5 separate regions of the Mus musculus genome follow, and all the other regions are linked to region 1. A link is a contact called in public promoter capture Hi-C data. All regions are on one chromosome and are shown on one strand. Each heading gives the region's core, a stretch centred on a gene start, on an enhancer-like site or on the middle of the called end of the contact. The rest is flanking DNA. Distances are from core to core; before and after follow the strand shown.

What was found. Promoter capture Hi-C pulls out the DNA fragments that hold promoters and counts their contacts.
Region 2: a contact with region 1 is called in a promoter capture Hi-C map of the C10 cell line, with 7 times the contacts expected there. The contact joins the promoter of Rai14 here to the promoter of Capsl in region 1. A contact is called at or near these places in 5 of 39 promoter capture datasets (the C10 cell line, hippocampal neurons, liver and 1 more) and 2 of 115 datasets of contacts at active chromatin or transcription factors (embryonic stem cells and large pre-B cells).
Region 3: a contact with region 1 is called in a promoter capture Hi-C map of hippocampal neurons, with 12 times the contacts expected there. The contact joins the promoter of Slc45a2 here to the promoter of Capsl in region 1. A contact is called at or near these places in 4 of 39 promoter capture datasets (the C10 cell line, frontonasal cranial neural crest, hippocampal neurons and 1 more) and 1 of 115 datasets of contacts at active chromatin or transcription factors (astrocytes).
Region 4: a promoter capture Hi-C map of liver shows a contact between it and region 1, with 5 times the contacts expected there. The contact joins the promoter of Adamts12 here to the promoter of Capsl in region 1. A contact is called at or near these places in 2 of 39 promoter capture datasets (hippocampal neurons and liver).
Region 5: a promoter capture Hi-C map of hippocampal neurons shows a contact between it and region 1, with 6 times the contacts expected there. The contact joins the promoter of Tars here to the promoter of Capsl in region 1. A contact is called at or near these places in 2 of 39 promoter capture datasets (hippocampal neurons and pre-B cells).

The regions. Positions count from the first base shown.
Region 1 is chr15:9,434,242-9,439,159 of GRCm38.p6, reverse strand. Capsl (calcyphosine-like) reads right to left here and starts at 3,132. Exons shown (of 5, transcript NM_029341.1): 1 at 2,993-3,132.
Region 2 is chr15:10,712,788-10,717,308 of GRCm38.p6, reverse strand. Rai14 (retinoic acid induced 14) reads left to right here and starts at 2,678. Exons shown (of 18, transcript NM_001166408.1): 1 at 2,678-2,786. It overlaps 4930556M19Rik (RIKEN cDNA 4930556M19 gene), which reads right to left and starts at 2,473. Exons shown (of 7, transcript NR_045063.1): 1 at 2,329-2,473; 2 at 535-661.
Region 3 is chr15:10,998,606-11,003,134 of GRCm38.p6, reverse strand. Slc45a2 (solute carrier family 45, member 2) reads right to left here and starts at 2,414. Exons shown (of 7, transcript NM_053077.3): 1 at 1,934-2,414; 2 at 131-307. The coding sequence starts at 2,318.
Region 4 is chr15:11,062,643-11,067,499 of GRCm38.p6, reverse strand. It overlaps Adamts12 (a disintegrin-like and metallopeptidase (reprolysin type) with thrombospondin type 1 motif, 12), which reads right to left and starts at 2,727. Exons shown (of 24, transcript NM_175501.3): 1 at 2,343-2,727. The coding sequence starts at 2,469.
Region 5 is chr15:11,397,510-11,401,874 of GRCm38.p6, reverse strand. Tars (threonyl-tRNA synthetase) reads left to right here and starts at 2,217. Exons shown (of 19, transcript NM_033074.3): 1 at 2,217-2,389. The coding sequence starts at 2,336.

The DNA of each region.
Region 1 (4,918 bases), core at 1,883-4,382:
TATCTTGCCAAAAGCAATCTACAGATTCAATGAAATCCCCATCAAAATTCCAACTCAATTCTTCAACGAATTAGAAGGAGCAATTTGCAAATTCATCTGGAATAACAAAAAACCTAGGATAGCAAAAGCTCTTCTCAAGGATAAAAGAACCTCTGGTGGAATCACCATGCCTGACCTAAAGCTTTACTACAGAGCAATTGTGGTAAAAACTGCATGGTACTGGTATAGAGACAGACAAGTAGACCAATGGAATAGAATTGAAGACCCAGAAATGAACCCACACACCTATGGTCACTTGATTTCGACAAGGGAGCTAAAACCATCCAGTGGAAGAAAGACAGCATTTTCAACAATTGGTGCTGGCACAACTGGTTGTTATCATGTAGAAGAATGCGAATCGATCCATACTTATCTCCTTGTACTAAGGTCAAATCTAAATGGCTCAAAGAACTTCACATAAAACCAGAGACACTGAAACTTATCGAGGAGAAAGTGGGGAAAAGCCTTGAAGATATGGGCACAGGGGAAAAATTCCTGAACAGAACAGCAATGGCTTGTGCTGTAAGATCGAGAATTGACAAATGGGACCTAATGAAACTCCAAAGTTTCTGCAAGGCAAAAGACACCGTCAATAAGACAAAGAGACCACCAACAGATTGGGAAAGGATCTTTACCTATCCTAAATCAGATAGGGGACTAATATCCAACATATATAAAGAACTCAAGAAGGTGGACTTCAGAAAATCAAACAACCCCATTAAAAAATGGGGCTCAGAACTGAACAAAGAATTCTCACCTGAGGAATACCGAATGGCAGAGAAGCACCTGAAAAAATGTTCAACATCCTTAATCATCAGGGAAATGCAAATCAAAACAACCCTGAGATTCCACCTCACACCAGTCAGAATGGCTAAGATCAAAAATTCAGGTGACAGCAGATGCTGGCGAGGATGTGGAGAAAGAGGAACACTCCTCCATTGTTGGTGGGATTGCAGGCTTGTACAACCACTCTGGAAATCAGTCTGGCGGTTCCTCAGAAAATTGGACATAGTACTACCGGAGGATCCAGCAATACCTCTCCTGGGCATATATCCAGAAGATGCCCCAACTGGTAAGAAGGACACATGCTCCACTATGTTCATAGCAGCCTTATTTATAATAGCCAGAAGCTGGAAAGAACCCAGATGCCCCTCAACAGAGGAATGGATACAGAAAATGTGGTACATCTACACAATGGAGTACTACTCAGCTATTAAAAAGAATGAATTTATGAAATTCCTAGCCAAATGGATGGACCTGGAGGGCATCATCCTGAGTGAGGTAACACATTCACAAAGGAACTCACATAATATGTACTCACTGATAAGTGGATATTAGCCCAAAACCTAGGCTACCCAAGATATAAGATACAATTTCCTAAACACATGAAACTCAAGAAAAATGAAGACTGAAGTGTGGACACTATGCCCCTCCTTAGAAGTGGGAACAAAACACCCTTGGAAGGAGTTACAGAGACAAAGTTTGGAGCTGAGATGAAAGGATGGACCATGTAGAGACTGCCTTATCCAGGGATCCACCCCATAATCAGCATCCAAACGCTGACACCATTGCATACACTAGCAAGATTTTATCGAAAGGACCCAGATGTAGCTGTCTCTTGTGAGACTATGCCGGGGCCTAGCAAACACATAAGTGGATGCCCACAGTCAACTAATGGATGGATCACAGGGCTCCCAATGGAGGAGCTAGAGAAAGTACCCAAGGAGCTAAAGGGATCTCAACCCTATAGGTGGATCAACATTTTGAACTAACCAGTACCCCGGAGCTCTTGACTCTAGCTGCATATGTATCAAAAGATGGCCTAGTCGGCCATCACTGGAAAGAGAGGCCCATTGGACTTGCAAACTTTATATGCCCCAGTACAGGGGAACGCCAGGGCCAAAAAGGGGGAGTGGGCGGGTAGGGGAGTGGGGGTGGGTCGGTATGGGGGACTTTTGGTATAGCATTGGAAATGTAAATGAGCTAAATACCTAATAAAAAATGAAAAAAAAAAAAGAAACACATGGCCAATTTTAAACAGAGCAAAGAGGGCATATGGGAAGGATTGGAGAGGTTAAGGGATGGGGGCATAATACAGTTATGATCTCAAAGAAGTGATTTTTGGTTTTCTGTTTTTTTAATCATAAGAAAAAAGAGCTCCAGTCAATCAATGGCTGCTGAGACAGAGAGAATCCATTTTCTATAGGGAGGACTTTCTGGATAACGCATCTCACACGAAGCAGTCAGTCTTACATGCATGTACTCATGGGCATCACTAAATAAGCTCACTGTGTGTGTGTGTGTGTGCGTGCCTGTGTGTGTGTATGTGTGCGTGTGTGTGAAACAGAGAGGGGGGAGAAGGGAGAGAATTAAAAAAGAAGAGGCCATGAATTTAAAGAGTGGAGAGTGGAGGGTAGATATTAAATAAATATAGTACTAATGTATTCAATTCTCAAGTAACAACAACAACAAAAAAAAAACGCTAAATTAAAAACTCTAAATTTTTATCCTGCATCTGTCATGGATTCACAGGATGTGGTATAATCAGTACAAACTTATCTCACAGAATAAATGGGAATAATGCTAAATCTGTTGATCATTTTGTGAGTTGGAGACAGAATTCTAAGCTCTGTTTTGTCTGTGGCCATCGGGATAGTTACTGCAAGTCATCAAAGAAACTTCTCATCCAATGACCCAGCAAATAGGCACCACTCTGAAAGTGTTATCTCTTTTGCCTTTGCTAAATGAAATTGATTTTTGTCTAAGCATCTATTCCAAAAGTCTACACCTGGGGACCAGCTGTGCTCTTTGTGCACTGAGAGTCTAGGGATGGCTTCGTCAGGACATGCATTCTCACTGACTTTTAACTTTTCTTTTTAGATAAGAGATCCTCATCTTAAAAATGAAACAAAAACAGTGACAGTGAATTAAACAAATGAAAGCATTGAATTACCTGAAATGCTCGTCTGTAGCCGCAGGCTGCTTCACGGTGAAACTCTGGACTTCTGGCCCTGGGGACTCTAGTCTCCTCCCATGGTCCTGTGTCTCCCTCTTACCTGTCTTCCTTTGCTGTCCTGGCCTTTCAAGGCTTTCAGTTCTAATTGGATAGCCTGGGAACGCTGAAGCAAAGTCATGCTCTGATTGGCTCCGCTCGCTGTCATTCATATGCTGGTTCTGCCTTTTCTCAAGTTTACACTCCTCGTTACCTAGGAAATCCCAGTGACTGTGAAAACCCAACAAGCTGTTTGTTCTGGAAGAAATGGTAGGCGGAAGTTCTACTGGCAATTGTTTGGTTTCTAAAACAGCATCAAAACTGGTATCCCACGTTTTAAAAGGAAATGCTTGATAAATTGCCATACTTGCTTCAGGCGGCTCCCTTCTGACTCTACAAGGCTGTCTCCCTGGTGACTTATTGCCAGGTGAATCAGGAAACCACAACCCTTAGGAGCAAGTAGCAGCAATTATAGGCAATGCCCTCGTTTTTTAAATTCTACATTCACACACTAAGAAGATACCTTTCCCCACGGTGTTTTAGCTTCTGTAACTTTACCCTTTGTTCTCTATTAGCTCCACACTTGTTCTTAGCAATATGTTTGCCAGAGCAAAAGCAGGCTTGTTGTTTGCTTTGGGAGTAAATTAAGCCACATTTTCTACCCTGAGTATCTGTAACATCCAACGGCCTACCACACTCCCATCCCCAGGCTCCATCTACCCTGGAGTCATCCAAAAAACTAGGAACAGAACTTTCTAGAAAGGCCTCTGGTCCACTTCCTGTTACACATTTTACTCAGACAAGTGTGGTAGTTGATTTTTAATATCATTCAAATGAACAGTATAATTTCTGAGATTTGACATAAACATCAAATGAGATTTATTCAACATTAATAATCACTTGCCTCAAAACTTCCCTTAGTCTCTTTCCAAGTCTCCTTCCAGTAGGGCATGGTATTTAACAAATTAAGGGAAAGTGCGGACACGGGCAGGGATTCAGTATGCTTCTCACTTCCAGATTCATGCCTCTCTGTCTTGTTTTGGTCCGATTTAGTTTAAGGAGGGCTGTGTAATCATTGGATTGGAACCATCCATTGGAGCCTGGTGAGGTCACCAGTGGATATATGGCTGAAGACAATCGTTCTCCTCTCCCAGGATGTATCATCAGCAAATAGTTTGGCCCTGAGCAGAAGAAAGGATGGGTCTAGAAGTTGGATGTGATTAGGGTGGAGTGAAGTCAGGTAGACAGAAGGGTCTGGACTAGAGTGCAGGAAATGGGTTCTTCCAATCACAGTTTCCCAAGGCATCATAGCTCCTCATGGGAAATCCTATTTAGAGATTAGAATATGGTGCCTAGGCCCACTCCTTGCTAATAAAAGACTGCTGGGTTTGTTTGTTTGTTTGGGATGTGTGTGTGTGTGTGTGTGTGTATTTGGTCAGATCTAGAGAATAAACAGGTTAACTGTGATTATAAAAATCACTTCTCTGTACCTCTGTGTTGAGCTCTTCCTATCTTTATCAAATAAAATTATGAATTCTTGATCAGCTCTTAAGCCCATACAGTAATGCTACTGCTCTTTTCAAACCACATTTCTGATTCTCTTTTTAGTAGCTATGAAACCTCTCAACATTTCCAAATTATTTACTCATTTTCTCAATCCTATGCCAAGTTAATACATTCTCAAATGATAATCTGCACCACTATGAAATACAGATAATGCATTGCAAGGTCATTTGTAATATATTTCTCTTCCATCTGAAAATCTAAAAACTAAATAAAAATCTCTCAACTGTCATGATAGATTTTCATTTTTATGTTTTTCATGGTTATAAAAATGCTGAAGAGAAGTACGATCTTTTCCATATATGTTTTATTTTAAACACTCAA
Region 2 (4,521 bases), core at 1,429-3,928, 1.3 Mb before region 1:
AAAGAAGTATAAATATGACCCCACAGACAGTGGGAGACAGCACTGAGCATTGGTTGGCTTTGCTCCACTTCATTATTCTTTGCTAACAACACACATATATTGGTTCGCCTTACATGGTGTTGTTGAGCTCAACTTGTGATAACGCCGCCATTGAGTAGAACTTCCCAAGAACTGCTTGTGAGGTTCCTGCAACAGCTTGTGGTTTCTGCGGCAGGTTGGTGAGCCCGGCAGGTTCCTCAGGACTGAGATACAGCTGTCTAGTGTCTTCTTACTAAAAGAACTAGACTGTAGCTGCTGGTTTATGCCTGGTGTCTGCCTGCCTAGAGGACTGGTCTACAGCTGCTAAGTCATATTTGGTGTTTGCTACTGAACTGCTGCCAAAGAAGATTGAATTTGCCCCCCAAAACTATTGCTAAGCAGGTCCTCTCTCCCCATATCCTAATAACCTTTCTCTTCCACTACCTCTACTGGGTGGTGGGCTAGAGGAGAGGTTAAACCCGTAATAAAAATGGGTTACAAAAAAGTTATACCTACCATGTAACCTGTTTATCCCATCAGATTTTAACAGTCTTTAGATAGCAGTTACTCACTTCATTCTGGCAGCCAATTCACAGTCCCAGACATGTTCAAAACCTGAGCTCGGTTAGCATTTCTAAAACTCCTGGGCAAAACAAAAACAAAACAATGAGAAGACGTTACTTAACCCCAAACCGATTTCTGTGCAGGAGGAAGCATTTTGAGGGTTGTCTAAGGAAGGTTGAAGACTCTAGAGTACACTGGGTGTTAATTTTGAGTTTGAAAAGATTGAATCTGCAAACGGTTTTGGCACAGTCTCCCCTCCACACAGTGCCTCACACACATCAAACTTGCTGATGGGGGCTGAGTTATAAACTAATGAGGGTAGCACACAAGGCACCTATGGGAACAGGGCAGCGTGAGAAAGGGGTCTTTTCAGGTGACCAGGAAAGATAAGCAGAGGCGAAGACTTGGGTGATGAAAGGCTGGTTAGAGAGACACTTGTTGAATAGTTTAACTACAGTTTGTCGTCGGTTTCCTAAACAATATGCACACACTGGCATTTCCAAAGGAGCCTTTGACAGGCTGTACCACCCTCCCAGCTGCCTCTGATTCAACAAAAAGCAGATCCACAGGTGGTTACCTTTCCTCCAGCTGGAGGATCGGTAGAAGGTACTTAAATACTCTGTTGGTAACTGATTAAAGAACCCAAGATCAAAACCCGGTTAGAAGAAATGGCCCACACTACACAGGGTGCTGTCAATTGTTTCTTTTAGTGTGGTTTTTAGTTCCACATCACATGTGTAAAAGTGTGTATCTTGCTTTGAATTGGCTCCCCACTCCCACTCCCCTGCCCCGCCCCCCCCCCCCAGGGATTCTTTTTGATGTATGGTACTTAGGAAGTAAAGACTATTGAGCTAAAGATGAAGCTTTTGTTTTCTAGTTGGCAAGTTCGCTTGTGAAAGCTAAGGCAAGGTGTTCTCTTAGGGAAAGGAGTGAAGGGGTGGGGTAAAAAAAAACAAACAAACAAAAAAAAACAAACCACCCGATCCGATGGTAACACACAAAGTCAAGATACTGTACACTGATTGCTGTTAGGGTGACTCTCACTTCTGTTGGAACTGGTTGTTTTTCCTCCTTACTTCAGTGGACTTACAGGCGATCCTAGCAAAAATAGCTAGGATCTGCTTACTCTAGAAACCTTTCTGTGCGAAAGACACAACACCAACCAGGAGTCCCATGGAGCTTTGGTGAGTCAAACTTTTTACGATCTAGCTGGCTAGTGGGACTAAAATCCCTGCTTAAATTAGGGGAATAATAGTGAGATTTCAAACCCTCAGAATTAATGGAAGGGTCGATTCGGTTCAGAGGTCCGGTCCTGGTGGTCTGGGGGAGGGAAGCTTTACCGGATCTCAGGACTTCCAAACTCAAGACACCCCGCTGAGGGCGCTCCTGCCCCTATCTAGCCGGCCAGTCCAGGCTGTAGATAGTCTCCCAAGCCCTGAGCAGAACACAACTAAGTTTTGTCTTACACCTGAGGAGTGTTAGGAAACAGTCGCTCCAACCAACTGGTTTAGCCCAGAAAATGTAAGTACATTCTGGTTTACTTTCTTTTCGTTCACACTGGAAATGGAACCGATCTCAGTCTGGTTCAGAGGGGGCTTGGGTCGGTGACTCGGCTTTTCCTAAGACTACAGATAACTTTGGAAACTGACCAGAAACAAGTACTTTTTCCGAGCCCTTATCCTACCCCAGCGGTGGAACCCGCATACCGCGGATCTCACTAACTTCAAGTTAAGGTGTGAGACAGACCCACGCAGAAGGATTCCCACGATCCGCAGAAACGCAAGCGTGGACGTCCGGGACGCGCCGCGGGCCGGGGCGTGGGCGGTCGCAGAGCACCTCCCGCAGGTCCAGGGAGCAGCTCCGGGGCCAGGTCACCTGACTCCCGGAATTTGGGGCCGCGCGGAGTGGGAGTGGCTAGCAACTCCCTCCTGGAGCCCACGGGATCCAGGTCGGGGGCCGGCGCCCGGCGGCCACGTGGTGGTGCTGCCGTTGCCCCCGCCCTGCCGGCGGAGCCCCGGAGCTGAGCGCCCACTGACCCCGCGTCGGGAGGAGGAGGAGAAGGAGGAGGAGGAGGAGGAGGAGGAGGAGGAGGGACCCAGCGCAGGAAGCCGAGCAGGAAGCGAGCCCGGCAGCCGCACTTTCCTGGGGAAGCGGCGGGCGGGACGGCCAGCGGGGCCAGGAGCTGAGGCCGCCGCTTGGATGGGGTGAGTGGCGGCGGCGAGGCTGGGGTGCGGGCTCTGGACTCGGTCCCCGCCTTTGTGTCTGGGGCTGCGCAGAGCTCCGGGCGCCGAGAGGAGCGGGCGGGAGTTTTGGTCTGGACAGAGCTTTGGCCGCTCACTGACCACGGAAGACAGTTGGAAGGGGGGGTGGGGTGGAGGAACGGGAGGATAGTGGGGATCTGGCAGAAAGAGAGAGAGGTGCGACCTAGTTTGGAAAGGGGGTTCGCCTCCTCTGGCGGTCTGGTGCGGGACAGTGGCGCGGGGTGTCTGCGGAGGGAGCGCGGGTGGGAATGAATGACCGGACCCGAGAGGACGCTGTGGCTGCGCCCCCGGGGCAGCCCGTCCCACTTTCGTGCCCTGCCCCGGGTCCGGTGCCCCAGTCCTTGCTCCCTGGCTCGACCCACCTCTTGACTGAACTTGGAAAAGCCGGAGACGGGAGGTGGGAGCGAGAGACGCCCGGTGGCTCTGGAGACCCACAGTCCGCTATTGTTCCTTTACGGACTCAAGGGAGCTGGTGAGCTGTCTGGAGGGCGCAGGCGAGACCACCCTGGGCCTGCCACTACCCCTTACCCCCAACTCTCCTTGTCATTTTCCCCCACCACAGCTCCTAGGAGGGCAGGGAGGAGGATGCTGGAGTTGGGAAACATTCCAAGCTGCTGGGCTTAGGTCGGCATCCTTCGCGACCCGTCCGGGAGGGCAAGCATCCATCCTTCTTTCAACTCTCGCCTACTGTCTTGGGCCAGTTTGTGTCGCCAGTTTAGGTTCTGCAGTTTCCAGTAGTTTTTCATTTTGGATTTCACATTTCCTTTGGTGGAGGGGGGTTAAGTATGGAAAGGCAACAGATGGGGAGATTAAAGCAGATGGAGCCCACTGTGACTTAAAGAGGCAGGGGTGACCTCACAGAGGCCTGAGCTTTATATAAAGCCAGGCTTTCTTTTCTAAGGAGCCCAGCTCAGCTCAACTTTACGTCGTTACCAAGTATGCAGATGCAAGGCCACTCACTTCGTACCTGCTCCTTCCCTTCACTCTGAACTCTGGTGATTTGAATGCTATCGGCTTTAGGAAGAATAGCGCAGAGCAGAGCTGCCTGGGACTAGAAGACTGCTTATTGTCTGGGGTATGAGATCTCAAGGTTGTGAAGGCTGGCCTAGAGAAGAACAAGGTTTGTCCCTTTAGCGGATCTAGCGTTTGCTCTTTTAGCGAGAACTTGCATCTCCTATGGGTTTGAACGGAATTGGAAAAAAGCCTGTGAATCCCAGGGAGGTTGGACTTCGCTTTGTCCCACCAGTGCTGGGCCCTTGCTTACACGTGAGAAAGCGAGTCGTTTTGTTTTGTTTTTGACTGATGGGTTTAATTTTTAACTGTTAATGATAACTTACTATCGGAGTCTTTTCTCCCTTAGGCTTATAAGACAGCCAATTTTATCAGAAGAAATCCCATTCTTGTTGACTAAGTACTGGGAGAGACATCCTGTGCGGGGCTGTCAGTTTTTTCTCCAACTGTGGAGATGCTTCGTGAATGAATTTATTGTATTATTTACATTTGCATCCTTAGATGTGTTTTTATGACTTTAAAGGGCAGTGTAGGAGTTCATACATAGCCCAGTTCAAAGATCTTTGTGCTGTCATAGTAAAACTGACTAAGAATGGGCTCCCCAGTCACTGGGGATTCGGTGAAAAAGTAATATAGTGGCCCCTAACGTTTACTGTCTCCAGACTCC
Region 3 (4,529 bases), core at 1,165-3,664, 1.6 Mb before region 1:
CGTGATAGGCACTTCCTATCAACTGACCCATTCATCCAAAAGGTTCTAAGTGCAGAGACACTGGATGCGTCCGCTGACATTTCTCCCTGTCTGCAAAGCGGATGGACCAGCTTTCTGGAATATTCCCTACCTGTGAAGAGGGCATGGTAGTGGAGGCCCTTCTCCTTGTCCTGGTGGGAGCAGACATCAAATAAGTAGGCTTTGATGGGCCCGTCAATGAAGTCAGCAGAAAAATCGAAGAGAACCACACCTACCATGGTGATGCTTATGGCCCAGATCAGCTTCTGCCTTGGGTTAGCAACCAAAGCTAAAAGAAAAACAAACATAGGCCTTCTAAATCAGGTTTAAACAACCCACATATTTTTTATTTCACTTAAACTCCCATCAAATCACCTTGTTTTGGTTTTGTAGGTTGGGTTTTACATCTAGAAAATGGCTTCCCCCCACCCCCCATGTTTAAGAAAGTACCAATTGGATGCCTCATAAAGACAAATGCATAGGTAGAAATACAAATATATAGGTTGGTGATAGGAGAAAATGGGGAGTGACTTCCAGTGGTGGAGACTTTCTTTGGGGAGGGGTATGAAAATATCCTAGAAATAGAGTGATAATGGTTGCGTGATCTTGGGACTGTTCTAAAGAGCACTGAGTTACACATTTTAAATGACATCTCTTTAAATTAAAAATAATAACAATATGAAATAAGATGGACACAATTCTTCAAATCCCAGCTGCAGTGACAGCTACTCTTTGAGGCACCCCTTTATGCAAGTGTGGACCCACAGTTGTACAGAGGCACCCAAACATGGGGCTCCTCAGTCTCTGGAGTACCTGACTGCCATCCTAACTGTTTTGTCAAAATACAGATTGCTGGCCCCATTTTCCAGGACTCTGACTTGGCCGGTATGGGGAGTGAGTATGAGAATTTGTGGCTCCATCGCCCTTCCATGCACACTTTTGAATGGCCCAGACAAATGAAAACCTTGTCTATCCCCAACCAACCCTCTCCAGTTCCTTTGGTTTATCGAGACAGGCACTGTAGCGCTTTTAACACCTATGTAAGATCCGTTCTATCTGTATGCTCTGTCCATCTACCGAATCTGTCAAGAATGATAAAGTTGTTTCCCTGATTTATAGTTTGCTTTGTTAACCTAAGAGTGGTGTGTAATATATGAACATATTTGAAACATTCCTGTATAAAAGAGAAAAATAAACCTCTCCTCTCTTTCCTACCTCCAGTACTTATATTTCCTATTTATATCTCACACTTCCATATTTGTACATCCTCCTAAATATATAAAAATGGTACCTGCTTGAGCTGTATCATACTCATTCACTTCCTACTGGCATAAATGGTATTGAAATATGTGCCCCTCAGGGTCTCTTTTCCAATATACTGTCACCAAGTACATAGAATTTAGTAGCTAATTTGCAGCTAGAAATATTGCTTTAACACCAAATTCTTCGTCCAGAATTTGCAATGCAAAAGCACTCCCAGAGCTGACAGGCCTGTGCCCTAAACCAATTAAAATGTTAAGCACCCAGAATTAGGCCTTATTTGTACACAGCAGGTAGTTTGTTACAAAGGCTTATAGCTGGACAATTTAACAAAGTCTTCCATGAGGCATAAGTGGCTCAAAACTCCTTCGACTGGTAAATAAATAAAAATAATTTTTAAGAATATAATTTGATGAAATAGATATAAGCTCAATCCCATTTTTAAAACCTTGCAATAATAAAAGGCAGCGTCGAGATGGTTCTGGAAGTAAAAGCCCCTCAGCCCCAGGCTCGGGGTCATCCAAAGGTGGGAGGGAGGTCACTGCATGCTGAGAGAGAGAGAACGTTAGTTCTAGCCATTTTCTATGCGGCATTAAAAAATACTGATGACATTTTAACCCAGCAGTTAACTATGGGATCTGTGCGATCCACTTACCTGATACGACCGCATCTCCATTGAGGTACAGAGCCATTCCCAAGAGCATCATAATGGCCAGAGTCAGGATGTATGGTCTCCGGCGACCCCAACGGGCCCTGCAGTGATCACTGGCTGATCCCACCACAGGCTGGAGCAGGAATCCCAAGATGGGGCTTAGGAGCCACACCATGCTGTACAGGCTCTTAGGCAGGCCCACGCTGAGCAGAACTGGAGTCACATAAGCTGCCTCCACCGCATAGCAAAACTCTCGGCCAAACATGGCCATGCTGTGCATGACAAGTCTCCCTGTGGATCTCTTGGGTTGCTCCACAGAGCCAAAGGGGCAATCCTCGGCTAAGGATTGATAGGTATGGGTGTCAGTCGGCCCATTGCTTCCACTCATGACCACGGAGAAAATAGCCTTCTTGCGTGGTCCTCAGATTTGTGCTCCAAACCGGGTCTGACATGGAGCCTGTCAGAGCAACCAACAGAGATGGTCAGGCTGGAGGAGGGGCTGAAATTCTTTCATGCCTCCAAGATCACAAGTTACGGTGAGAAGCAAAGGGGGCGTTGGCACTCGGAAGCATGACAGAGATTAGCTGCTGTGAGCCCTCGGGGTCCTTAGAATGCTTGTGCCTCTCTAAAGATCTTCCTTCACACAGTCAGTCTCTCTCTCTCTCTCTCTCTCTCTCTCTCTCTCTCTCTCTCTCTCTCTCTCTGTCTGTCTTTCCACACACACAATTGTACACCTCTTAGTTTCATAGCTTAAAAATCATAAAGTTTCCTTAGACAGAGACTAACTAAAAATGTAAATAATCCAATAATTTCTATAAACTTCTCTCTATAGATCTGGATATTCTGTTTTCCAGAATTCACACTTTCTACCCAAAGCTTAAAAGACAAATTAACTAGAGCTAAAACTGTGCCAGGCCCCAGTCTTCACCCCAACCACTGGCTGTCACTTAACTCCGTGAACTTTTCTCTCTCGCTGCACTCGGTGCTTTTTACATCCTGTGTTAACCGGTCTTGCTCTCAGGACAGAGATCAGGTCGATTTTGGTCGTTATGGCATCCCTAGCATCTAGCCTTGCACCTCTTAGGTCCTCCCAAAATATCTGCTAACAAACAGGAGTTGAATGAATAGAGTATATACAGTCTGTTTTGTACCAGTCACCGCCTACTTTACTTGGCCCTATGGGACTACATTTCCCAGGTTCCCTTGCTCCCTGGCTTCTAGGCATACTTGGACAGCAGGAAGCTTTGGTGAAAAGTCAGGGGTGGGAAAACAACAAGCAAGCAAACAAACAAACAAAAAAACCAAGTATGTCCCAATTTTCTTCATCCTGAGATATTTTTGGCATTGACTGAATGCCCACTATGAATCTAGTAGTTGTCTAGTAGCCACACTGGACTGCTGGGTCCCTTTAACTCTCCGTAGCTATTGTTACTGCAGCCCTAGGTCTAGTCCTGGCTCTTTGATTCTGCTCATACCGGGATAGCCTCACTATGTCATTTTATTACTCATATATATATATATATATACATATGTATATATATATATATATATATATATATATATATGAGAGCCTTTATTACTCTTTATATATATATATGTATATATATATATATGAGAGCCTTTATTACTCATTTATATATATATATATATATATATATATATAGAGAGAGAGAGAGAGAGAGAGAGAGAGAGAGAGAGAGAGAGCCTGTTACATATTACTAATGTTACTATATTACATTGATTTGTATCATAAATGCATTCTTCTAATTAAATTTTCTCTGTTTTAAAGACGTCAGGTGGGTCACATTTTCCTTACTGGATCCGGCAGGGAAAATCTTTTAGGAAAAAAAAATGCCTTTAAAAATAGTTCAGGAATAAGGCTTGGTGGCAGAACTTTAAATTCTTGGTGTGCCTCGTCTTTGCTCTTCCCGAGGCAGATCCTAATTTGATGTTTCTCAAACTGTGTATCAAGGCACCCAAATATTATACACAACTCATGTGTATATTTAAACCCAGAATATTTAAATTTTGAAATCAAGTCAACGGTGAAACAACATTTTGGCAGCAGATTTGAGGCAGTTCAAGCTTTCATGGTAAGACTGTTCTATAATCCCTTCCATTTAATTTTTGTGAAGCTGGGTTTCCAGGTTTCCTAAAGCAAAAGAGGAGGAGGAGGAGAAGGAAAAGGAGAAGATGGGAGAAGGAAGAAAAGAAAGAGAAGAAGGAGGAAGAAGAAGAGGAGGAGAAAGAAGAGGAGGAGGAAGAGGAGGAGGAGAAGGAGGAGAAAGAGGAGAAGGAGGAGAAAGAAGAGGAGGAGGAAGAAGAGGAGGAGAAGGAGGAGAAAGAGGAGAAGGAGGAGAAAGAAGAGGAGGAGGAGAAGGAAGAGGAGGGAGAGGAGGAGGGAGAGGAGGAGCAGGAGGAGGAAGAGGAGGAGGAGAAAGCATGCTTAGTAGAAAATCAACAAGGAGCAGAAGATGAAGGAAACACTGTATAGTCTGATCTCCAGGCAGAGAAGGCTATATAGTAACAGACACAGGTATCCATTAGTAATTACTTTACAATAGAGAGAAATAAAAAGTGTTTTCCTTCCATCTATGCA
Region 4 (4,857 bases), core at 1,478-3,977, 1.6 Mb before region 1:
CAACTGTGAGCTGCTCGAAGAATCCCTCTAGCCTCCTGGCTAAGTTGAATTTTGTGATTGTTCAATACGTACATGTAAATGCACCTGGTTTGTGAAAATAAGGATGGGGCGGGGGAATCATCTCTGAATTTGCAACTCTGAATATTTAGAGGTTGGGTGCAATTCAAAACTCCTGTTTTGAATTAGAAGGTGGTCTTGGGGTACAACCCAGGTTTACTCCCTGGAAGCTTTAGAATGTCTTGCCATGATTCCTCACCTCTCTGGCTCTCCTCCAGTCCTGTCCTATTTCTACTCTCCTCTCTTCTCCCCTTTTCTCTCCTCTCTTCTCCTCCCCCTCCTCTTTCTCCCCTCCTCTCTAGCTCTTCTTCCCTTACCTCCCCTCTCCTCCCCTCCCCTATTCTTTCTTCTCTCTCTTCCCTTCTCCTTTTCCCTCCTCTTTCTCCTCTCCTCTCTAGCTCTCCCCTTCCTTCCCCTCCCTTCTCCTCACTTTCCCTCCCTTCCCTCCCCTCCCCTGCCCCTCAGTGGAAATCCACAGAGAAATTTCTTCTTCTCTTAAAGAATCAACCACTTGTAAGTGTATTAATGAAGACTGATGGAAAGATTAATGCTTTTAAAAACTGAAGGCATTTTTAAATCGAAATACATCTGCATGATTAATAAGTTTAGTGGACTTTAAAGCTACTTTTGAATATCAATTACTCTCAGCATATCCCCCAAAGGTCACTAGGGAAAAGAGTCACAGCCCACTTTCCAGAGCAACAAGGCAGGCCCAGCAGTGTCTGCTGTACACCAGGATGAATTTTCCCTTACAAATATGCGAAGCAAGCAGAGCTGGAAAGCTCACCCAGGAGAATGTGTCTTTGAAGGAAATCATCTCCGCATGCCCAGGGAAGTGCTGGTGGGCTTTGTTTGTGCTGCCCCAGAACAGGGACCTTTCACAAAGGCACTGTTTTTCAAAGAACAACAAAAGCTGCTATTTTAAACTTGGGGGCTTGAGATGGTATCTGGACCATTTACACAAACAAGTGCTGGCTGATTGACATCTAACCCCAGTGTTTGCCTACTCTGGCTTCCAAGTAAAGCAAAGGGAGAGAGGGATTTTCATCTGGTTGCTCTCTAAGCCACCGCAGAGGAATTCTTAGGCAGCATTTCACTTTGCAGCGTGGGCAAAACACACTGCTAGCAATCCCTTAAACGTGGACAAGTGCGTGTATGCATGTGAGTGTGTGTGTGTGTGTGTGTGTGTGTGTGTGTGTGTGTGCGCGCGCGCGCGCGCGCGCGCACATTATCCCTGCTATTGCTATCATTCTATGGCTGCATGATTTTAAGTAGGATACCTGGCTCAAGAATGTGCTTCATAGTTAAGCTCATAAGGTCCCCAAGTTCCAGTGTCCCCATTTGTAAACTAGGCATGGTAGCCATAGTACCAGAACCCCAGAAGGACATTGTCAGTAGTGGGAGGGGCTGGCAGGCCATCCCGGAGCTCATACACTCCCCATCTCTCCAAGCCTCCCAGCCCCCCTGCTCTGACAACACCTTGAAGTTGTAGTCCTCTCTGAACATGAAACTCTTCTAGGTTCAATTTCAAACAAACAAACAAACAAAGGCAACGGCACCACTTTGGCCTGGGCATTACGGATGAAGATGATGACGACCCCACAACAATACTAATAGGAGGAGTGAATTCCAATATAAACCATCTTCACGGTCTCCCAGTGCTTTCTTTCAGAATACACGCATGCGTCACTAAATTTAGACAGAGAAAAGTCTTTTTTTTTTTTTTTTTTCGAGACAGGGTTTCTCTGTGTAGCCCTGGCTGTCCTGGAACTCTGCAAAGCAAGACAGACAACCGGGAGTCCCCAGGAGGCAAATTTCTCCCCAGTAGGAATGTCATTTGAAAAAAACAAAACCCTAAATCTTTCCAGGAAACCAAAACACAGCCAAGTGTGCTCAGCAGGAGGCCAGAATAAAATTTCTACCTTCCAGACTTAAAATGAAGTTTTAAATGAAGGAAACATTTGCCATGACTGTCCGTGACCAGCTGGGTCTCTTTATTAAAAATAATTTCCCATGTCACAGTCTGCAAAGGGGGGAAGCGGAAAGTGGAGGGGAGGGGCTCGGGGAGCGAGCGTACTCTTGGGTCTTTCCAAGCAGGGTGTCACCCCTGAGTGTGCACCCTTAAGCCCTAGGAGAGAAGGAAATCCGAGCCTGAGCACACAGCAGTTTTCCTTAGACAGGCCAGAAGGCTTAGAGTTCAGCCCTGCCTGGTGGGGGAAGGGAACAGACCAAGTTCCACTGTCCTACTCCACTGTTAGAAAAACAAATAAAGAAAAGCCACTAACCTTGCCTCGGGTCTGGGAAGCGAACCGGCCAGGGCTGAGTTTGTCTCCCGTGGCAAAAAGCCCCAAAATTAATAAGCTGAGCCACGATCGAGAGCTTGGCCAGCCAGCTCCCCCGAGCACATGGCATGGTTCAGTTGTTGGGGAGAAGAAAAGTTTTAAAAGTTTTAGCTCTCAGCTGCAGATATCCAGTCCTCGCCTGTGTCCGCACAGAAAGACGCCCGAGAACATGGTCCAAGCATGGGAAGGGAGCGGCCCGCAAGCTGACCAGGAGGCTCTAGTGGCTTTTTGAAGCCGATGGGACCAGAGAGCTTTTATTCTCTCCCTGTCCTGAAAGGGGAGTGAATGAGCTGACAGCTTCTTCTTCCTGCGGGCCAGAGCATGGACTGGGTCAGAGCCAAGGGGCTCAGCCCACCCCAGATCCCCACCCCTCTGCTTCCCCACCCGACAGGCCTCCAGCCAGCTAACACATTTTCCTTGGGGACGCCCTCCTCCCTCAAGCTCCTCCCTCCGGGCTCAGAGCCTGGGCATGCGGGCCAAATAGGGGAGACCCTAGACAGCTGGCCAGGAAGAAACTAGAGTAAGAGCCGTCAGAGGCTCCTAGGACAACACGCCCCCCCCCCCATCTCCTTTACACAGGATGAAATGTACTTACAAATAGTGAGTTATGGGCCAGAGGGGACCCTACTCAGCATCCTTCTTAGCTCCTCCCAGACCCTGAATGTACCCTATTCTGTCAAGACTCCCCACCCTCTAGCAACCTCTGTGCTCTTCTTCCAGGGCAGGCTAAGATTTCCACTTAACAACTAATAAGCAATTTTTTTCTCTTTGCCAAGTCACACAGGAAATGATCCAAGCTAATCTGCTGTCTTGACCCTGGACAAGTCTCTTCCTCTGCAGGAAGGGGTACGTGGATCAAATGCTTGAGAGGCCTTCTGTGGCTATAGGTCAGTGCCTGCTTTCTTTTCAAATCCTACCCTCTCTCTGTAATACCTCCACCAGCAGCACACTAGCAACATGCAGAAAGATTTCAGCCCCAACAGGGGAAGGCCTTGAGCATAGGCAGTGGCAGCTGCAGCAGTGTGTGTGTGTGTGTGTGTGTGTGTGTGTGTGTGTGTGTGTGTGTGTGTGTATGAGTGTGTGTGTGTATATGTGTGTGTATGAGTGTGTGTGTGTATGTGTGTGTGGTGTGTATGTGTGTGTGTGTGGTGTGTGTGTGTGTATGTGTGTGTATGTGTGTGGTGTGTGTGTATGTATGTGTGTGTGGTGTGTGTATGTGTGTGTGTGGTGTGTATGTGTATGTATGTGTGTATGTGTGTGTGTATGTGTGTGTATGTGTGTGTGTGTATGTGTGTGTGTGGTGTGTGTGTGTGTATGTGTGTGTGTATGTGTGTGTATGTGTGTGGTGTGTGTGTGTATATGTGTGTATGTGTGTGTGTGGTGTGTGTGTGGTGTGTGTGTGTATATGTGTGTGTGTATGTGTGTGTGGTATGTGTGTGTGGTGTGTGTGTGTGGTGTGTGTGTGTGTATGTATGTATATGTGTGTGTGGTGTGTATGTGTGTGTGTGTGGTGTGTATGTGTGTGTGGTATGTGTGGTGTGTGTGTGTGTGTGTGTGTGTGTGTGTGTGTGTATGTGTGTGTGTTTGGAGTATCCATTCAGATACTCACTTTCTCCTCATTGAGAGAATGTCACAGAGCAGGAGTTACCAGGCATCTTGAGAATGATCCAGGATAACCCAGCCAAAATTCTTTACCTCTGGGTTGAAACAAACACCCCCCACCCCCCAGCCCCCCCGCCGCCCTTATTCCATTCAGAAGGAATTTGGCCTCATGTATGGAGGGCTCTTTGGCTGACAGCCAATCACACACCTTCAGCAAGATGTCTGGCTACTAGGTGATCTTGCATTGGGTCAGGGCAGCCACACCATCCCCAGGGACCCAAAATGCAAGGCCCTAGATGGAAAGCCCAAAGGACTCCACACTGGGAAACATAGCTATCAAGACTTTCTGAGGGACACTGGCTCCTGTGTTTTGCTAGTGGAAATTTACAAACTTACTGTCTTAAAACAACACAGATTTATTGTCTTAAGTTCTGAAGATCTGCAACAGAATTCACTGGGCTGAAATCAAGAAGCTGCATTCCTTTCTGGCTGTCTTAAAATCTATTCTCTGGCCTCTTTCAGCTTCAACCTCCTGGAATTCTCTAGCTCCCAGCTCTTCTTCCCCATCTTCGAAGCCAGCAATGGCTGGTTGACTCTTGCCCATGTAATGTTTCTCTGTCTCTTTTCTATTTTCCCCCTCGTCGGCCTTTCCAAGAACACTTCCCATCACCCTCATCAGGGATCGTCTCTGGAGTTGACTAACATCTCTGATTCTACCTGCAACCTTCAGCTCTCCTGGCCATGTAGTATAGCCATGATGTAGTAGTTATGACATAGTATGTCATGATAAGGAAGACAGGGAACTGAGTCACCTACCCTCTATTCCTATCACATATAGAAGGTAGCAAGTTCACAT
Region 5 (4,365 bases), core at 968-3,467, 2.0 Mb before region 1:
TTCTTCAAAGACATGGAAAGAACAATTCTCAATTTCATCTGGAAAGGCAAAAAATCTAGAACAGAGAAATAATTCTTAACAATAAAAGAACCTCTGGAGGAATCAGCATCCCTGACCTCAAGCTTTACTACATAGCAATAGTGATAAAAACTGCATGGTATTGATACAGAGACAAACATGTTGATCAATGGAATAGAATTGAAGACCCAGAAATAAAAAGACATACTACAATCACTTGATCTTTGACAAAGATGCCAAAAATATACAATGGAAAAAAGAAAGCATCTTCAATAAATTTTGCTGGTTTAACTGGCTGTCTGTATGTAGAAGAATAAAAATTGACCCATATTTGTCACCTTGTACAAAGCTCAAGTCCAAGTGGATCAAGGACCTGAACATTAAACCAAATACACTAAATCTAGTAGAAGGGAAAGTGGGAAAGAGCCTTGAACTCATCGGCACAGGGGGAAATTTGCTAAACAGAATTCCAATGGCTCATGCTCTAAGATCAACAATTGATAAATGTGATCTCATAAAACTGGAAAGCTTCGTCCATTGGTTGGGCGCAAATATCTGTACCTGACTTCTTTCAGCTGCTTGTTGGGTCTTTCAGAGTGCAATCATTATTTGTGAGCTCTCCATAGCCTCAATAATGGTGTCAGGCCTTGGGACCTCTCCTAGAGCTGGATCCTATTTTGGGCCTGTCACTGGACCTTCTTTTCCTCAGGCTCCTGTCCATTTCCATCCCTATTATTCTTTCAGACAGGAACAATTATGGGTCAGAGATGTGACTATGGGATGGCAACCCCATCCCTCACTTGTCTTCCTGCTGGAGGTGGACTCTATAAGTTCCCTCTCCCTACTGTCGGGCATTTCATCTAAGGTCCCTCCCTTTGATTCCTGGGAGTCTCTTATACCCACAACAAGGTTGGTGATAGTGATACCTTCAACATTTTTTTTCAGGATTGTTTTAGCCATCGTGATTTTGTGGTGTGTGTGTGTGTGTGTGTGTGTGTGTGTGTATCTAAAACTTAACATTCTACGTTCTGTAAAGAATTGTGTTGGAAGTTTGGTGGCAATTGCTTTGACTTTGTAGATTGCCTGTGGTAGAATGGTAGAATGGCCATTTTTACTGTATTTATCTATGAACATGGGGGGATTTTTATGTTTTCTGAAATTTTCTCAATTTCTTTCTTCATTGTCTTAAAGTTTTTCTTGTACAATCTTTCACTTGTCTTGTTTGAGTTACTCCAAGATAGTTCATGTTTTTTGAGGCCGTTGTGAAATGTATTGTTTCCCTGGACAATATGTTCCTTGGAAATGGGAACCTGCTCCTTGAAGAGTCACCCAGGAGGCATTTGTCACATTCAAGTGGATCTCAGCGAGTTCCAGGACAGCCGGGCTATACATACAGTGAGACCCTGTCTCAATTCTACTCGGCTGGTGTGTGTGTGTGTGTGTAGGTTGGTGGTGGTGTGGACATTGGGTGGACATGGTTGCAAACGCCTGTAATCCTCTAATTTGGGTGGCTATTGCAGAAGGCTCCCAGATTAGCCAGATCTAAATTGCAAGTTCGAGGCTATCCCTGGCTGCACAGTGAAGCAAAGAAAAAACACAGAACAACCCAAAAACTGGCAGCTGCTATTAGGATAAGCAGGCCAACTAGAACTTTCTGCTAAGCATTTTGCTTAAGTAGTAAAAATCTAATCTCGAGCTCCCGTGATATCAATGACTTTTGTGTGGAGTTTATTCCTTCAAGTAAAAAGTTAATTTTATCTCTGTGCCGTCTATGGGAAAACTCCGTGAGACACTGAGAAAGCTTTGATCAATGGCGCTTGTCCCTCAAACAGCAAATCGGTCCTATTCTCATGAGGAAGGCTGAGTCATCGCTTCAGATTATCAGCCAACGTTCCAGGTAGAGCGCATCTGAGATAAACCAGAGCGCCAGAGACCATATCCAGCAATTCCGGGAAACTCAGTCCAAGCAGCTCAAGTTCACTACGGTGGCCGCTAAGGCCATGCAAGCTACAGTCAGAAGGGGAAGAGTGCGCTTGCGCGCCTCACTACACAGTCTGGAACTAATGGGATTTCTTGAAGGGTTCGTCATTCTCGGCTATTCTATTGGCCAAGGAAAGGGAGGACCCGCCTCTCCGCGTAGCCCATTGGCCTCGTGTCCAGGTAGGGCGGGGCCAGGAGTCCCGTTGCATCAGCTGGTTAGCTGGTTCCGCCTGTGGCCACGTGGCGCACGCGCAGTGCGGAATTGTAGGTCTACACCGCCGGCTTGGGGTCTTCTCTGCGGTGCAGCTCACGGGTTTTGTCTCTCTGTGGTCCTTCCATGTCGCAGGAGAAGGCTAGCAGCCCTTCGGGGAAGATGGACGGCGAGAAGCCGGTGAGCAGGCGCCGTGGGGTGCAGAGAGCGGATGTGTTCTGGGAGCCGGCACTGCCCGGCGGGGCAGGAGTGGAAAGTAGCAGGGAGCAGTCGGTATTGGGGGCCCTGGGTAATAAGTTAGGAACTCTTGCTGGCAGGGTCTGGGGGGTGGGGGGGCATCTTCATCCTAGAGATCTGTGAATTGAGACTGAGTGGTTTGCTCAGATAGTAAGCATTTGGGGCTTAGACTCCCGCGCTTGTATTTTTTCACTAAAATAAGCGGGAAGAACATTTGAAGAACTTTTTAAAATCCTAAACTGCGTGGAGCAAAAAGCTCTAGTTAGGAAGGAAAAGCCAGTCCCCGCGATCAGATCCAGTTTGCCCAAGATTGGGTGCTAAATAAGGCTGGATGCCCCCATTGACAGACTGTTTTGAAATTAAAGCCTCTGTCTGCCAGGTGCTGGAAGCGACCTAAATAACTTCACACACATCCCCTTTAAACTTTGCTTTGGGCTGTCACCCACTGGTTAGGAACAGCATTTGTACACTGGCGTGTTTTCTGCCCCACCCCTCTTTTACAGCCAACTGTGCCTGTGTCCCCTGTGTATTTATTTGCCCTGGCACTTAGTCAGGCAGTCCAGGTGGCTACACAAGTTAAGATCGATTCCTGACTTTGGGGGCTCCCCAAATGTGCAGGACTGGAAAATCGTACTTCTCTGATTAGCTTGGTTGAGTTATAGAGAAGCACAGTCAGACTGTTTTATTGGGTTTGGAAAAATGAGGTCAGGTAAATCAGGCAGGGCAGGGCTGTCCAGGTTCAGGGGATGAATTGTGCCCCGGCTGTACAGGGAGAGACGGGAGGGAAGTGCAGCGATTGAGGCTATCAGTATTCTCTACGTGCAGGAGTTTTGTAGGGAGGTGCTATGTATGTATTGTATTGTCAAAAAGTGACATGGCATGGGGGTTTAAGGAACATTGGAAAGGGGTGAGGCCATATGACAGATTGTCTAGGTAACCATTGCTGACGGTTGCTAGGGTCTTCATCAAGAGGAGTTTCCATCCTGATAGGGCAAATCACTAAAATGCTTGTGTATGCGCTTTAAGCTACAGATTTAAGGCGATGAATGACAGGTATACATGGATAGATTTTGTTCCTATTTCCTTATGTTTTTAAGGTGTTTTATGGTTTTATAACTTGGTTACCCCTTTGCCTCCTTCCCTGCTGTCTTTTTTTAAATATTTTTTTTATTTAGATTTATTTATTTATCATATGTAAGTGCACTGTAGCTGTCTTCAGACACTCCAGAAGAGGGAGTCAGATCTCATTACGTATGGTTGTGAGCCACCATGTGGTTGCTGGGATTTGAACTCAGGACCTTTGGAAGAGCAGTCAGTGCTCTTACCTGCTGAGCCATCTCTCCAGCCCCTCCTGCTGTCTTTTAATCCTGCTAAACCCACCCTGTTACTTCTGAGGCCGACTGGGTTCTTGAGATTCGTCTGAGGCTGGAAGCTTCTTAAGATAATCATCCCCTGAGTGGGCATGTAACACTTCAGAGTGGGACTTTGTGAGTAAAATTACTTGAAATGTGAAGTGTGATGTCATTTCCTCTGTAATAATCAGGTACCTTAAACTTCTGGCAGCTTCCTGGGCGAGGTACAGATCTGACCCCAGACTTCGCTTGTCATCGAGAGCCGTCCTCAGCCCCACAGGCTGCAAGGCCTTTTTCCTTTCACACATAATCTTCACAGCATTGTTGTGAAGAACATAATTACATTCAGTGTGAAGAGGGAAAACAGCCTAGGAGATCTGAAGTGATAAACAAGTGATCACTCAGTCCACATGTGTGCTTTAGTCTCCCTGCAGAGAGCTGGTGGGGAGGGAGGGAGGGAGGGAGGGAGATAGTGCTCCCTGTCCCTCCTCGAAATAACTCTTATTGAACATGTTACATTTTTTTATTGCTTTGCATACAGGTCCAGGTAAGCTTATTGAAGGGAAA